Linked DNA regions of Zea mays: region 2 is linked to region 1. A link is a contact called in public Hi-C data. All regions are on one chromosome and are shown on one strand. Each heading gives the region's core, a stretch centred on a gene start, on an enhancer-like site or on the middle of the called end of the contact. The rest is flanking DNA. Distances are from core to core; before and after follow the strand shown. Region 1 holds the start of LOC103627862 (transcriptional regulatory protein AlgP). Region 2 holds the start of LOC103627863 (RING/U-box superfamily protein).

Region 1 (7,495 bases), core at 2,543-5,042:
TTTCATATACTAGCCAACTAATAGTGGATTGCTTCACAAACTCGAAAACAGATTGTGAAAAAAGATTGACCAATAATTAAATGTATGGTTGTATCCCTTATACTAGAGCATGTACAACCCCATTTAAGGTCTCTTTAGGAGTCTTTAAGGGGTTAAAAAGTACCAGAGACAACTCTTCATGGTCTATACATATTATCTTTTAACTATATTTATGATTTAGAGGTTTAGAATTGTATTATACATTCTCTTAGTTGTTTATCATACATATGCTAAGGACATTATAACTTGACCTGCGGGGGGTAAGACAGCCCCCGGGCATTGTATTAAGAAGAAGACCTTCTCACACAGGTCAAGAAAACCCCCGAACCCCTGCCCCACCCATACACAGCGGCATCGAAGCCCATGTGAGAACGACCACGACCGGGGCTGAGCCTTAGACCTATGCTTTGGCGTGGGACATACGAGGGGATTTTTTAACCACAGCCTGAAATTCGCTCCCACGGGGAGTCGAACCCAGGACCTGAGGAGTGCTACTCAGACCACCTAACCAACGCTAAGGACATTATCTTTTAACTATATTTGTGATTTAGAGGTTTAGACTTATATTATACAGTCTCTTAGTTGTTTATCATACATATCAACATATGCTCTAAGAGCATCTCCAACTAGGTGTCCTATAAAAATGTGGTATAAATTAAAAATGACTATATTATATATGACAAATATTCTGCTCCATAAGTAAAATCCTAATTCTATATTATAGGGCAGCCTACTATAGTCTAGTATAATTGAAGCACTTAAGAGGGTGGCCTATATATTTTAACAAAATTTTACAAAATGCTGCACTGTTGGAATAATTTTTCTTGTGTAGAAAAATATATTTTAATTTGAGGCATTGTCGAAGATACTTTGTACAGTGCCTTAAAAAGTTATATTTTCAAATATAGGCCTCTAGACCCTAAAAAGTCCTCTAACAGTAACCCTATTTTATAAAATTCATCAAAGGATCATAGTTTTTAAAAAACTATAAAATTCATCAAACGATTATAGTGCTACATCCTTTTAAGCTACAACGATTTATTTTCTAATAACATGGTTTATTTATTTAATAGCGTTAGTTAAAGCCTAACTGTTGCAGTAAATTTTTTTCGCCGGGCCCTGAACACTTCAAATATTCTCCTGTTTTAACTATTAGGGCTTTATTTTAGAGCCTATGGTTGAGGCTCTTAGGCCTTGATCATTGGTCCAGGAATCCACCAAGGAACTGTTTTAGCTAACCAAAGCTTATATAAATTAGGTTTTAAGTTGATCAATACTTATACATAAATTATGCAAACAATCCGCTCCGGTTACCTCAGATCCGAACGGGCCGACTTGGAACCTAGAACCCAAGAAATAAAACGGTGAAAAAATAATTACCAAAAGAATGACGTCAAATTCTTTTCTCTGTCAGTTTCCCGGTTACAGGCGGCAGAAGATTTGTTTCAGTCTTCCTGAAGAGTCTCAGGCCGGCATACGGAGTCAAATTGACTCAGCAATGCACGGGAGCTTCAGCGGTCAACAACACCGGCGGTCAGAGTAATCCAAAGAAGGCTCCTAGAGTACGCACGTTCAACTGCCGCCAAGGAAGAATACTTCAGCCTTAGCGATAACCGCGGCACAGAGTTCGCCGATTCAAGTTAAATCCACGCAAAGTGTTAGGCCTTGCTCGGTTAAGGAAAACACTGAATTAAATAAAACCATACCTCACATCCAATCTGATGGTTTGATTAAATCTATCATTTAATCCATATATCTATCAGCTAGTTAGTTATTCTTTTGATCCATGAATTCTAATATAAACATGTGTCCCTAATGAGGATAGAATTCATGACTTCCATAGTTAAAAAATTCCCAAATCTTTGGTTTATAATTCATGACATCCATAGTGCATGAGCATGAACAGCAGCAGCCGCCAGCGGAGCAGCCGAACAGAAGTAAATCTAGACGAAAGACATATCCCCAGTTTCACGAAAGAGAGGCATATGAAGAAAGAGATGTTCACAATTCCTGATCAGATGCAAGAACAGACTTTCATATATCGAAATTTACGACTCACACGCGTATCACAGCTAAGCTGATATAGATACATAAAGAGAAGAACTTCACCTTGACCTACTAATAAAGACCACATAAATTTGTTCATGACTCACCTAACACAAGACTCACACAGATCAAACACCACACCAAACTTCAGATTACTGCTACGATAAACCACCCTGAATCATAATCAGGTCGTCTACATAGGAATACCTAAACCAAACAAGTATTTCAGACGCTAATTTAACCCCAACTCCTGAACCAAGCAGCCAGCAGCTAGCTAACCAATCCACCATCCTTCCTTCCTACCCAATCTTAGGGAGCGTTTGGTTCCTATGGATAGTCAGAATCTGGCTAGTAGAATCTATAGGCTCAACCAAACGTAGCAGATTTTTTACCTTGGATAATGTGCTGCCAGAGACTATCCATAAAAATCAAGCTTGAGTTGGATTTTTTTGGATTACGTGAATGATGCAGATTCTGATAATCTGGTGTAACCAAACGCGGCCTTAGTTATTCTTCTAACCTAAAGACATCAGCTTTACCACTTAAGCGAACCGAACAGCAAGCAATCAGTGGACATAACCGGAGTCCACCGCCACCAAATACAAATCCAACCACCGGAACGCCGTTGGCCAACCTTTCCTCTGAAAAAATACCGGAAGAGGTTGATCGGAACGGGATACCGGGAGATATGATCTGACCGGATCCGGAGAAGCTAGCTTTCCATCGGATCCATCCGCCCTTCAGGCGCCAACCATCCATAGGGAACAACCAGAAAAGAGAGGGGAGCAGAGACCAGGCCGAAGGGTGACTGAGAGACGGCAGCCGTGTCAGGCGAGGTCGCCGATGCGGAGGAGGCACCGAAGGCCACGAGTAGCCTCGGACTCCGCGGGAAGGAGTAAGAAGGAGGGCATGGGGAGGGAGCTGGGCTCAGGCGCTGCGGTAGAAAACGCCAGGCCCGCGTACACGGGGGCTTTGGCTGGTGATGCAGCGGGGACCGCCACCGTCTTCTTCGTCGGCACTACGGCGGGCACCGAGGCAGAAAACACCCGGCGCGCGAACACGGTCGCGTTGGCTGGAGATGCAGCGGGGGGCGACACCATCTTCTTCGTCGGCACCACGGCGGGCGCCTGCGGCCCGATCCGACCAGTGGAGCAGAGGGCGCGCTGGTCAACCGCCGCGGCTTGCGCCGCGGGGGGCGCTGCTATCACCGGCGTAGGGGCTGGCGCGGGAGCTGGAGCGGGCGGTTCCTCGCCGCGCTTCAAGATCCGGACCTCCTCCATGACAAGCCGCCGGTTGGGATTCTCCTTAACGGGGGACAGCTGCTTCCGCGCCGAAGCAGCCGGCCTAGCCACCGGCGAACGGCGTCCAGACGCTGCAGGACCCTTAACGGGCGTCGCCGTCTTCTGCGCCGCAGCAGGCTTCGGCGGCGACGTCGAGGCTATGGGCGCCGCGGCCCTTGCGGGCGGCGAAGACGCGGCCGCCGGCTTGGGGCTACGGCGCCGGCGCGGCTTCGCCGGGGACGGGGTGTACGCGTCGAGATGCAGGCGGTTGTTGAGCGCATCGTGGGATCTGAGAACCGCCGTGGCCATGGCGGCTATGGAGGATTCGCGAGGGAGGTCGCTGCCTGGCTAACCCTAAGCGTTAGGGGAGAGGAGGCGGGCGCGGAGGAGGGAGAGAAGAGGAAGCAAAGCAAATACGAGACGGAAGGGTTGCGGTGGAGCGGATTATTAAGCGATTGCGTTGCGTGCGTGGCCAGAATTCGTTTCATTATTTTTATTTTTATTTTTGTGTTTCAAATGATGGTGAAGAAAAGGAAACCGAATTTACCTGGTCGTACTGAATTTTAAATGGGGAGATTTTTTGGGCTGTGCGTGGCGGGGAGGGGAGCCGTCGGATACGAAGGGACGGCGGCCGCGGATGCCGTGCCCGACGCGGGTTCGCGGTGGGCCCCTTTCTGGCGCCGCCCGCCTTTGTTGAGCGGGGCCCGCACGCGGCCGGGTGACTCATCGGTGTGATCAGCATGGTGGCCGGCCCGATTATTCGGCACGGTGAGCGGTGAGGCTACTTTCGAGCGGCCGTGCCAACTTCAGTCCATCTCGTGGGAAAATCAAAATATCGTCTGCGGGCTATATTGATTTAAACGTATTTAATAGTCAGCAGCAGTATCAGCATTTATATTTAAACCTTCCTGCGGTAAATATCCGAACTAATAATGGTTAAGTTGTAACATGTGTCGGCTCTTTTACTGTTTTGTATTTATCATAAAAAAAACTACAGTGGTGGCAGTACTGTAATTAGTCGTAACTTCGCGCCAAAATTTGTAGCAAAGCCGAACCTGTTTTTCGAGGTCGTCGAATGAGCGAGCAAAGTTATTCAGACTCCAGAGCTATGCCAAATTAATGAATTTACAAAATAATAATAGATATTAGATAATTCTAAGAATAACAAAGTCGTTTCTTAGCTTTTAATTATATATTTATGGCATTTTATAATTTAGATTATTCATAATATTGAATAATGATTTTATATTACACATTTATATATTTATAATTATTTTTATAATATAATAAAATTTATAAGAGTGCGGCTCACGAGTTAAACCGAGCCACCTGATGAGCCAACTTCAAGCCGGATCGAAGTGACCCTTATTTTTGAACTCGTGCAATGTACGAGCCGAAGCCACCAAGCTGCACGAGTGCTCGACTCGTTTTCAGCCTTGTCCTCGCAAAAAGAAAACAAATCTTTCAACCAGAAAAAAAAATGGAAGAATTAACATGAGAGGGAGAGAGCGCACGGTCGTTGCCGTAGGAGGCGCGTAAGTGGAGGAGGTGGTGGGCCCAGCGACAGCTGTGGTGCCGTTTCCAGCGGCGGCCTGCCTGCTGGTGCCAGGCGGTTTCCCAGCAGCCGCGCAGGGCCCAGCCCCGGTCCCGGCGCGTCCGCACTTACTAATCCCCACCCACCATAATTAATTAATCCGTCCAATAATCTCCCCCAGCTCCATAATTGATGCTCTCGGCATCTCTAACTCCAAGTGTAGTAGTTGCCGTTAAATAAATAGCCGCAAGGTTAATACTTGTACTCGAATGATTTAGAATCATTTGGCAATTGGCAGCGTCGACATGAAATATTAAAAAAAAGCGCTAGTATTTTAGGATTTGTCATTTTGCTATCATCCACCCATGGCCCTGTGCCCCTCTTGGTTACCCCATAATTATGGTTTGGAACCTCTTTAGCCCTTTGTCGATATATGTGCTGCGTGGGGCCCACGCCGAGGAGAGAGAAAACAGAGCACCCTATACCTTTCCTCACCTCTGGCGAGTGGTGACCAAGCCTTGCGCTTGCTGCGGGCCCACCGATTTCCCACTACGGCCCACATGTCATGCGGGTGAAGGGAGTCGTTTAAGGTGGGCGAGGGGAGAGGTATCGGTTTCTTGGCGATTGTGTGTGTTTTAATATAGAAGAAATGTAGAAAATAAATATTAGAGCGGTTGGAGAAAAGGCTGGAGGCACGTAGGGTCTGTTTGGTTCAGCTTTTTTCTGACCAGCTTTTCTGAAAATCTGGCTGTGTAGAGAATCTGAGTATATTTACGATTATGTGTGAAGGAAGATAAAGTTGTTCATAGGGCTCAGGATCTAGAAAGTGACGGATTCCTACTATTACAACGACTTAACCGATTATGTGTTTATGTTGATTTAAGATGATTTTTGCCCCCAACGAATTTTATAGAAGTTGGCTGAAAAGCTGAGCGTTTGGCAGTCTGCAACAGTTTTTAGTGGTCAGAAGCTGCCAGAAGCCCAAACAAACAGGACCGTAAGTACGTGGGCCCGTGGGCTGCTGTGGGTGGGGGACAGAGACAGACAGCGGGAGGAGGAAAGGTGATGCCGACATGGGAACGTCCGCCCGCGCCCGGCTCGCTCACGTGCACCGCATGCACCTCTAGTCCTCGACCACCACTTGTGTTGTACCCAATATGAAAGCGCGTTATCACGTTACCTCGCTAATATTTTTATCTATACAGATATAGATATTCAATTGAATTACTATGAGGTACTGTTTGGTTTCTATGAACTGATTTGTAGTCCCATCATTTTATTTCATTTTAGTTTCTAAATTATTAAATACGAAAATTAAAATAGAGTTTTAGTTTCCGTATTTATCAATTTAGAGACTAAACAAAAATAAAATAGAGAGACTATAAATCAAACACCCTCTATATATATAATAAATATAAATTATATATAGAGGTTCATTTTAACAACACCTCTTAGTCATAACTTAATCTAGTCTAGATAAATTGTGTTGGAAGTTTTCTGCAACCTTAGTGGAACAAAAAATCTAGATCATCGGTCATGGATCAATTTACTAAAGCCATTTGTCGTGGTTTGACAGATCTGGATCGTGTATCATAAAACACAGCACAACGAAAACATCTAGATCTAAAGCAAACCAAATACTCTCTCCGTTCTTATTTATTTGTCGTGGTTTATGGAGGTAGTATGTATAATTGAACAGCTAGAGTTGTGTTACGACAAAGTCTAAAAGCGATATTTTGAGTTTCCGGGACATTCCGGTTCCAATCTAATAAAAGTGTCAATTATAGTGCAACGGATCATCCACCTTTTATCGATAAGATTAAATCTTACAGATATCAAATATGCTTATAATAAAGAAGTTGATTAGAACAAATCCTCCTCTATTTAACATAACGAAATAGGGTGTACAAGCTCTAATAGAGGAAATGACTATATTTAGCATGCATTATTGTAGCAAAATATCGTAGGTATGATTATCAAGCATCATAGCTATACTCATACAACATGTAATATACCTCTATAGATATAATTGACGGGCATATAGCAAAACACAATATTACATATATTTGGATCTCAAACATGTAGATAACTAACACATTCAAAGTCTATTATCAAACAATGCATGTAGAATAGATATTACCAAACAAATAAAGGTCGATGGTTGTCCTGATATAATCAAAATCATAACAGACGTCATGATACTTTTTGGGGATAAACCCTAAAATCAGGGTGCACCGAAGGTGCTAGAAGATTATAGTCTTTAGGAGGTTTCCTTCTTTTATTGAAACATAAGGTTACATATTTACAGTTCAAACATATTTATATTACGAGGTCACGATACAAGCCTGTATATTAATTATAATCACTGTATCAAATTATGTCCAAACTTTTTTATCTATATAAATAAAGGAGTTCTATCAAATTACAAATTCATATGTAATCTACATTTATTTCTAACACCGGGTCCTCGCTCTGTCTCGCCGCGGCCGTCCCGAGTCGTCGGGTCCGAATGAACGAGACCGCACATGCAAAATGGACACCACATGGGTAAAAATGCTATCTATACGCTATAATACACATGCAGAATGAACACCAC
Region 2 (7,495 bases), core at 1,440-3,939, 140 kb before region 1:
AACATTATTACAGTTTTGTGAACTTATATTAATTATGAAAACAAATATATATGCAATTATTGTGAACGTATACTAGAAACTAAAGTTCCTATTTTTTTATCACATGACATATATTTCTCAAACACCCGTCGAGCTCTTTCATTCATTTAAATAAATCTTTTTTGACCCTCATCACATGCTACAGCGAGCAGCAGCAAATCTGCAGTCTCCTCGCCGCCATGTTCCCATCGTCTCCTCGCAGCAGCTCGCCGCCATGTTCCCGCCGTCTCCTCGTAGCAGCTCTCCAGTGTCCTCGCCGCTGCCCCTCGTGCTCTACACCCCGGCAACGACCTCCCGTTCATGTCTGTGACACAGACACGACAAACTTCACAGTCGGACGGGGATAGGGCTCACCGGCGGGACCGGGCTCGCCCCGGCTGCGCGCTAGCTCGAGGTCCCCGGTGGTCGTACGTCCACGGCCTCCCTGCGAGAACGAGGGAAATCTCCGAGCGGACGCGCGAAGGAGCCGACACAGGAGATAGCGGACGCTCGTACAGTCTCTACAAATGGCGGACGAAGCTCACCCTCTATATTTTAGAGGAGCATTTAGAGTCTATTGCTGGATGGATGCAGGAGCTCACAAACCTGTAAATATAGCGTACCGGACCTTATACAGGTCCTTGTTGGAGACAGCCTAGTCTGGTAGCTAGAGTACCTTTAGTCGTACAACAAGAGGACAGACGGGATAGCTTCTTGGATAATATATCCTGGAAAGAGAATGCAGTATGTGGCTACCTGTGCAATTCTCCGCGAGTCAATACCAATACGTCATGCCGTACCACGGTACCTTCTGCTGTATTTACAACGTTCGGATTAACTGCGTGTATATGGGGGTGTTTGGTTTCTAGGGACTAATTTTTAGTCCCTACATTTTATTCCATTTTAGTTCCAAAATTGCCAAATATAGAAACTAAAACTCTATTTTAGTTTCTATATTTGATAATTTATAGACTAAAATGGAATAAAATGATGGGACTAAACATTAGTCCCTAGAAACCAAACACCCCCTATATTTACACCATTACATATCTTATTTCTATTTCAGGTATACTGCCTGATGTTTGTTATTTGACATCATGACACAGTGGGGGCGCATTACTTCTGTAGGCGGGTAAAAAAAAATGTTTAGACACGCAGTACCCTCGGCTCCCCTCCCTATTTGTCCTGGTTGCTTTAGCTCGTGGTTCTCTTCTCCCCGTCCGTGCATGGCGCGGCCTTCTCTTTGACACGAGGCACGACGCATCCCATGCGGCGCGCCGCGGGTGCAGGCCAGCAGCAGCCGATGAGGCAGCTAGACGCGGGCGTGGGCGCGGCAGACGGGGCACCGCGACGCGGCCTGGACCCAGGGCACGGCGCAGGACCAGTGGAAGCGGTGCGCGCAGGGCAGGCGCGCCACCACGTCCCCCGCGCGGAGCTCCTCCAGGCACACCGCGCACCCCGCCTCCGCTGCCGCCGGCGGCCCGCGCCGCCCGCCTGCCAGTAGCCGGCACCAGCCGAACCGGCCCCCTCCTCCTCCTCCTCCCTTCTTGTTCGGTTTCGGCGACGACACCACTTCCCGCCGCAGCAGCACGCCCGTGTCGCTGCTGCACGCTGACGAGTGGTGGCGGTGGAGGCCACCGCTGCACCTGCACGTTGCGTCGTCGTGCGCTTTGGTGATCGTGGGGCTCGTGCTCATCTCATGCCTGCACCGATGTTCATTTCAGACCAGAATATAACAACAGGATTTGTACAATATTGTCTTGACATCTTGCTGCAGAAAGTAGCATGTGTAGCATCTGCCATACTGAACAGACAAGCAGCAAAAGCAAACGCACCTCTTGAGCACCACAGGTTGTCTCTGGGCACGGAGCTTCTGATCCAGCCTCTCCTTCGCCTCCCGGGCGCCGCTGCCCAGCCCCAGCGTCGTCCACGCGCGCGCAGTCGCCGTCGCCGTCGTCTCCATGCACGCGCTGCTCCACTCCTTGGAAGAAGGTGCGTACAGGCACAAGGACGACGCCCGCCGCCGGCGCCGCGCGAACTCCACGCCGGGGAGCATCCCGGCCATGATGACCATCCGCAGAGAGAGAACAGACGTACGTACGAGTACGATGACGGCGCCAACACGCCACCTGCCCCGCGCGCGCGCACTCTACAAACTAGCTACCTAGCACCTTAGCCTGGCTGCTGCGGTTGCGTACAGCCTGCGTGCGCAACTCGGTTGGCCGGGCGCCCGGGCCCCTCCCCTCTCTGCTGTGGTAGCTAGTACAAGCGATAATTGGTGTACGTGGAAGGCCTCTTTCGTCGGGAACAGGAAGAAGGTGAAGAACACAGCCGTCTCGAGCTCCCCCGACGACGACCAGTCATCAGCGCCATGTATCGTCCCGGCCCGTTTCGGACGGGGGAGCGGCGGCGGCAGCTAGCTTCGTCCTATCTAGAGGAGGAGGTGGGAGGAGGAGGAGGAGGAGGGCTCATGCTGATGGCGTGCCAAATGTCAATGTCCAACCAACTGGCTCTGCCTCAGCCGGTGACCGGCCGGGACGTATTTATACTCGTATGAATAAAGTCACTAGTGTGATCTTTAGCATGGATTTCTCCGAAGGGTATATATCTCACTTCCTGAATCTATTAAATTTTGCATAAATTCGGTTATATTCAGTATGGTTTACATGTATATAACAGCTACTACCGCGAGTAGTGTGTGTATGCACACACACACGAAATTACTTAAACTGCTAACAGTATACGCATATTTCAAGCTCGAGCAGAAGAAAATAAATCTGATGAGATGGCAATGCTGGTCGGCACGGCAACAAAGCCGCCATCGTCATAGCGACAACTGCATGGGACAGGGGGTGACCTTTTCGGGTCATCGCGTTCCCGTTCGTGTGGCTGAATCTTGCCTGGAGTCGAGGAGGATGCGGATCCCACTGCCAAAGGCAAAACGCGCTGTGTGTGTTGGAAGCTGCGTGGACGGCAGCGTTCTCACGTGGACCAGATGTTGCCATGTCTTTTGGCATTCCTCTGTGCCTGCTGGGGCCTGCCACAAACAAACAGCCATGTCATAGTTTTTTTTGTTGTTGTAGTCAGGTTGTCACTTCGAGAGATGAGCACGAGCAGGCTGCTCGGACTCAGAGCTACACTATACCCAACAAAGTGCCGAGCCCAGGCAGCCCAAGATGACTGAAGCCCATCTTATTTTCAAAAACCTTCTGCAGTTTCGATTCATGATGAAAACAGTGGGTGGCCTGGCCTGACCCAGTCGAATACAATATCACTTTAGACAAAGGAAGCTAGCCTAGATCTCTAGAAAATCTGAGTTTGTAATCACATCACTGAACTTTGAAACAGATATAAGTATTATTTTTTGGCAGCAGAAGATCACTACAAACATATGCTAAGTACAATTATAGAGTGTTTGGTTTGAGGAATGATATAGTCCATCATCTTCTCGTTCCTCACTTTTTTGTTTGGTTTGTGGAATGGAGTTAATCCATCACCACCCCATTCCACTAAATTTGAGGAATGGACCTATGATGCACTACTTCATTTTGGATAGAGTGATTCATCAAACCAAACACCTTATTAATAAACTGTTAGATAAGTGCAGCAAACTGCAACACAGTGATTAAAAAAAATCCCTCCATATTTCGTTGGCCGGTAAATTGTATTTGTACCTTTGCGCAACACTTGCTAGCTGAAAAAATGCTCAAGTATCAAAGACAATAGTAAGAAGTTTATTATATTAAATTAAGGGACCAGAACAGAGGACCACACGAACTGCAAGAAGCAAAAGAACACATAAAAGGAGCATGCGACCAAATAAAACCACATGGAGAACAGTGGAATTCTGAAAGTGCTAACAGGGCATGGAAAGCATGCGACTAAAAACACTAATAGGCTGTTTGGTTTGATGAATGAGCTAGTCCAACATCTTTTCAGTCCTCACTTTTTTTGTTTGGTTTGTGAATGAAATAAGTTGATCCATCATCACGGCATTCCTAGTTAACACTAATATGAGGAATGAGGTCATCCCACCAAATTTGAGGAATGAACCCATGATGCAACACCACATTTTGGATGGAGTGATTCCTCAAACCAAACACCCCTAACTACTCTACAAAACTTTCATGATGGGCAACTACCAAGCTATCTGTAGCACAAACCGTGTATGGCTCAAAGGGCGCGTGCCAAACAATATTACAACAGTGGCACCATTTATGCCAAAAAATGTGTCCCTATACTATGAACTACGATGACATGGATCTTTAACACATGATACATGTAGACAACTCTCCTCAAGCCACACCAAACCATTTCATGGCAACTCTCTCCCCCCCACTCCCACTCCACACAAGCACAAGGTTCGTTCGGTCGTTCATTCGATCATTTGTCCACCTGTTCTTAGTTTGTTCGATCGTTCGTCCGATCGTTCATGATTCGTTCGTTCGTTCGTTCGTCCGATCATTCATCCGTTCGTTCGTCCAAGTAATCTTTGTTCATCCGTTATGCTGTCGAAATTCCGATCGTTCGTTCGTCCGATCATTCAATTGTTCGTCCGTTCGTTCATAATCCATATTCATCGTTCGTTCATAGTCCATATTCATCGTTCATCATTCGTTCATAGTCACTATTCATCGTTCATCATTCGTTCACGGTCACTATTCACCGTTCATCGGATCGTTCATAGTCACTATTCACCGTTCATCGAAACATTCATAGTCACTATTCATCGTTCACCGTTCGTTCATACGAGCTATTCATCGTTCGTTCATACAGACTATTCATCGTTCATCCTACTATTCATCGATCATCCGATCACCCAAATATTCAACTGCTCATCCACCATGTTGTCCAACTCACCTAAGACCTGTCAGACCAATATTTCAGTCATACAAACTCCAGCGACTGTGATTTTTCTTCCAGTAAGAACTTCCCATATGGTCACTCATACCAGATTTCTCCAAGTTGAGCACGCGTAACTTTGAGATTCGTTCGAACCAGGCTTCCAAAAAGAAAAGTGAACCATGTTTGTATGGATACGTCGTCAATTCTATAAAACCTGGCCCAAGATACCACAACCCACCCGGACCAGAATACCACAATATTCAAGCTATTTGGGTCCCGTCTTACTGTTGTCCCATGTGACACAGTAGGTAGGAATAGTTGCCACAACATAAACATCTGCCCAAGAATAGCCCACAAATAATTCTTGGCACCCTTTGATTTTTCAAATATCTCAAAATATTCAAAATATGGAATATTCCTTTTCCCTTTTCTTTTTATTCCTATGATTATAAAATCCAAAACTCCTCCATCCAAACTCAGATTCCAATAATTCTTGTTTCTAGATTCTTATCAAATTATTCCCCATCCAACTATGTCATCCCTTAAGCATGGTTCATATTGAAAGGGAAATGTGCCATTAGGCCATTTCTAAGTATTTTGGTCATTTAGTGCCCAACACAAGTGCCTAAGTGTTAAATGGTGGACAGAGTACAAATCAAGTATAAAGGTATGTTTCTCAGACTTAGTACATTGTTTTAGAGACTAATGTATTGTGTCTAAGTGCTGGAAACAGGAAAATCAAGTTGAAATTAAAGATGACTTTGTTCAGCCAAAGTCAGCTCTGTTTGGGTGCACCGGACTGTCCGGTGGTGCACCGGACAGTGTCCGGTGTGCCAGGCTGGCTCAGGCGAACTTGCTGCTCTCGAGAAGTGATTAACGGCGTACGACTATAATTCACCAGACTGTCCGGTGAGCCAACGGTCGGCCGCGCGATCCGCGCGAGACACGTGGCCGAGCCAACGGTCGGAAGGGGGCACCGGACTGTCCGGTGTGCACCGGACAGTGTTCGGTGCGCCAACGGCTCCAAAGCGCCAACGGTCGGCTTTGCCAAATAAGGAAGGAGATCCGCACCGGACAGTGTCCGGTGGTGCACCGGACTGTCCGGTGCGCCAGGCGACAGAAGGCAAGAATTGCCTTCCTGGAAAGCAATCAACGACTCCTAGCTGCCTTGGGGCTATAAAAGGGACCCCTAGGCGCATGAAGGAAAATACCAAGCAACCTTTGAGCATTGTTGATCATTCACACTTCACTCTTGCGCACTAGTTCGACATTCTTAGTGATTTGAGCTCTGTTCTAGTGAGAACCTTGAGATATTGTTTTGAGCTCAAGTCTTGATCGTGTGTGTGCGTACTTGCTGTGGTTTTGAGTGTGTTGCTTCCCTCCCTTACTCTTGTGCTTCATATTGATTCTTATTGTAAGGGCGAGAGACTCCAAGTTGTGGAGATTCCTCGCAAACGGGAAAAGAGCAAAGTAAAAAGAACATCGTGGTATTCAAGTTGATCATTGGATCACTTGAGAAGAGTTGAGTGCAACTCTCGTCCGTTGGGACGCCACAACGTGGAGTAGGCAAGTTTTGTACTTGGCCGAACCACGGGATAAACCACTGTGCCATCTCTGTGTTGATCTCTTTGTGGTTATCGTGTTGTGCAAGTTCTCCTCTCTAGCCACTTGACTTAATTGTGCTAACTCCTAATCAAGTTTTGTGGCATTAAGTTTCAAGTTTTTACAGGAGCACCTATTCACCCCCCTCTAGGTGCTCTCAATTGGTATCAGAGCCAGTTCTCTTCAAGAAGGGACTAATCGCCCGAAGAGATGGATCCTAAGGGAAAGGGGATGGTGGTCAACAACAACGAGAGAGAGTCTATCTTCGATGAGCCGAAAGATGACAAGCCTACGGACTCGGGCTAGAGCCACAAAAGAAGAGACGAGAAGAAGAATAAGACAAGGCGCATCAAGGAGATCATCTACTACGACGACAGCGACGAGTCCACTTCTTCCCAAAAGGATGATGACGACTACGAGAAAAGGAAAACAGTCAATTCAAACTTTTCTTTTGATTATTCTCGTATTCCGCAAAGCACAAATGCTCATTTACTCTCCATTCCACTTGGTAAACCTCCTCACTTTGATGGAGAGGACTACGGATTTTAGAGTCACAAAATGCGTAGTCATTTGTTCTCTCTCCATCCAAGCATATGGGAGATAGTTGAGAATGGAATGCATTTTGATAGTAGTGATAGTCCCATGTTTATCAATGAGCAAATTCACAAAATTGCACAAGCTACTACTGTTCTTCTAGCATCATTGTGCAGGGATGAATACCATAAAGTGAGCGACTTGGATAACGCCAAGAAGATTTGGGACACCCTCAAGATCTCACATGAGGGGAATGACGTTACCATGCTCACCAAGATGGAGTTGGTGGAGGGTGAACTTGGTAGATTCGTGATGATCAGGGGCGAGGAGCCAACTCAAACATACAACCGGCTAAAGACCCTCGTCAACAAAATAAGGAGCTATGGAAGCACGCGATGGACGGACCACGATGTCGTCCGCCTAATGCTAAGGTCCTTTACTATCCTTGATCCTCATCTTGTGAACAATATTCGTGAGAATCCTAGGTACACAAAGA

Evidence for each region. Hi-C and Micro-C count contacts between places; a contact is called where the count stands out from the background.
Region 2: a Hi-C map of bundle sheath shows a contact between it and region 1, with 3 times the contacts expected there. The contact joins the promoter of LOC103627863 here to the promoter of LOC103627862 in region 1. A contact is called at or near these places in 5 of 25 Hi-C or Micro-C datasets (bundle sheath, ear, leaf and 2 more).

Annotation. Positions count from the first base shown.
Region 1 is chr5:222,317,346-222,324,840 of Zm-B73-REFERENCE-NAM-5.0, reverse strand. LOC103627862 (transcriptional regulatory protein AlgP) reads right to left here and starts at 3,792. Exons shown (of 2, transcript XM_008648175.3): 1 at 2,588-3,792; 2 at 1,883-2,393. The coding sequence starts at 3,674. The coding sequence ends at 2,913.
Region 2 is chr5:222,455,108-222,462,602 of Zm-B73-REFERENCE-NAM-5.0, reverse strand. LOC103627863 (RING/U-box superfamily protein) reads right to left here and starts at 2,689. Exons shown (of 2, transcript XM_008648176.4): 1 at 1,854-2,689; 2 at 711-1,721. The coding sequence starts at 2,092. The coding sequence ends at 1,331.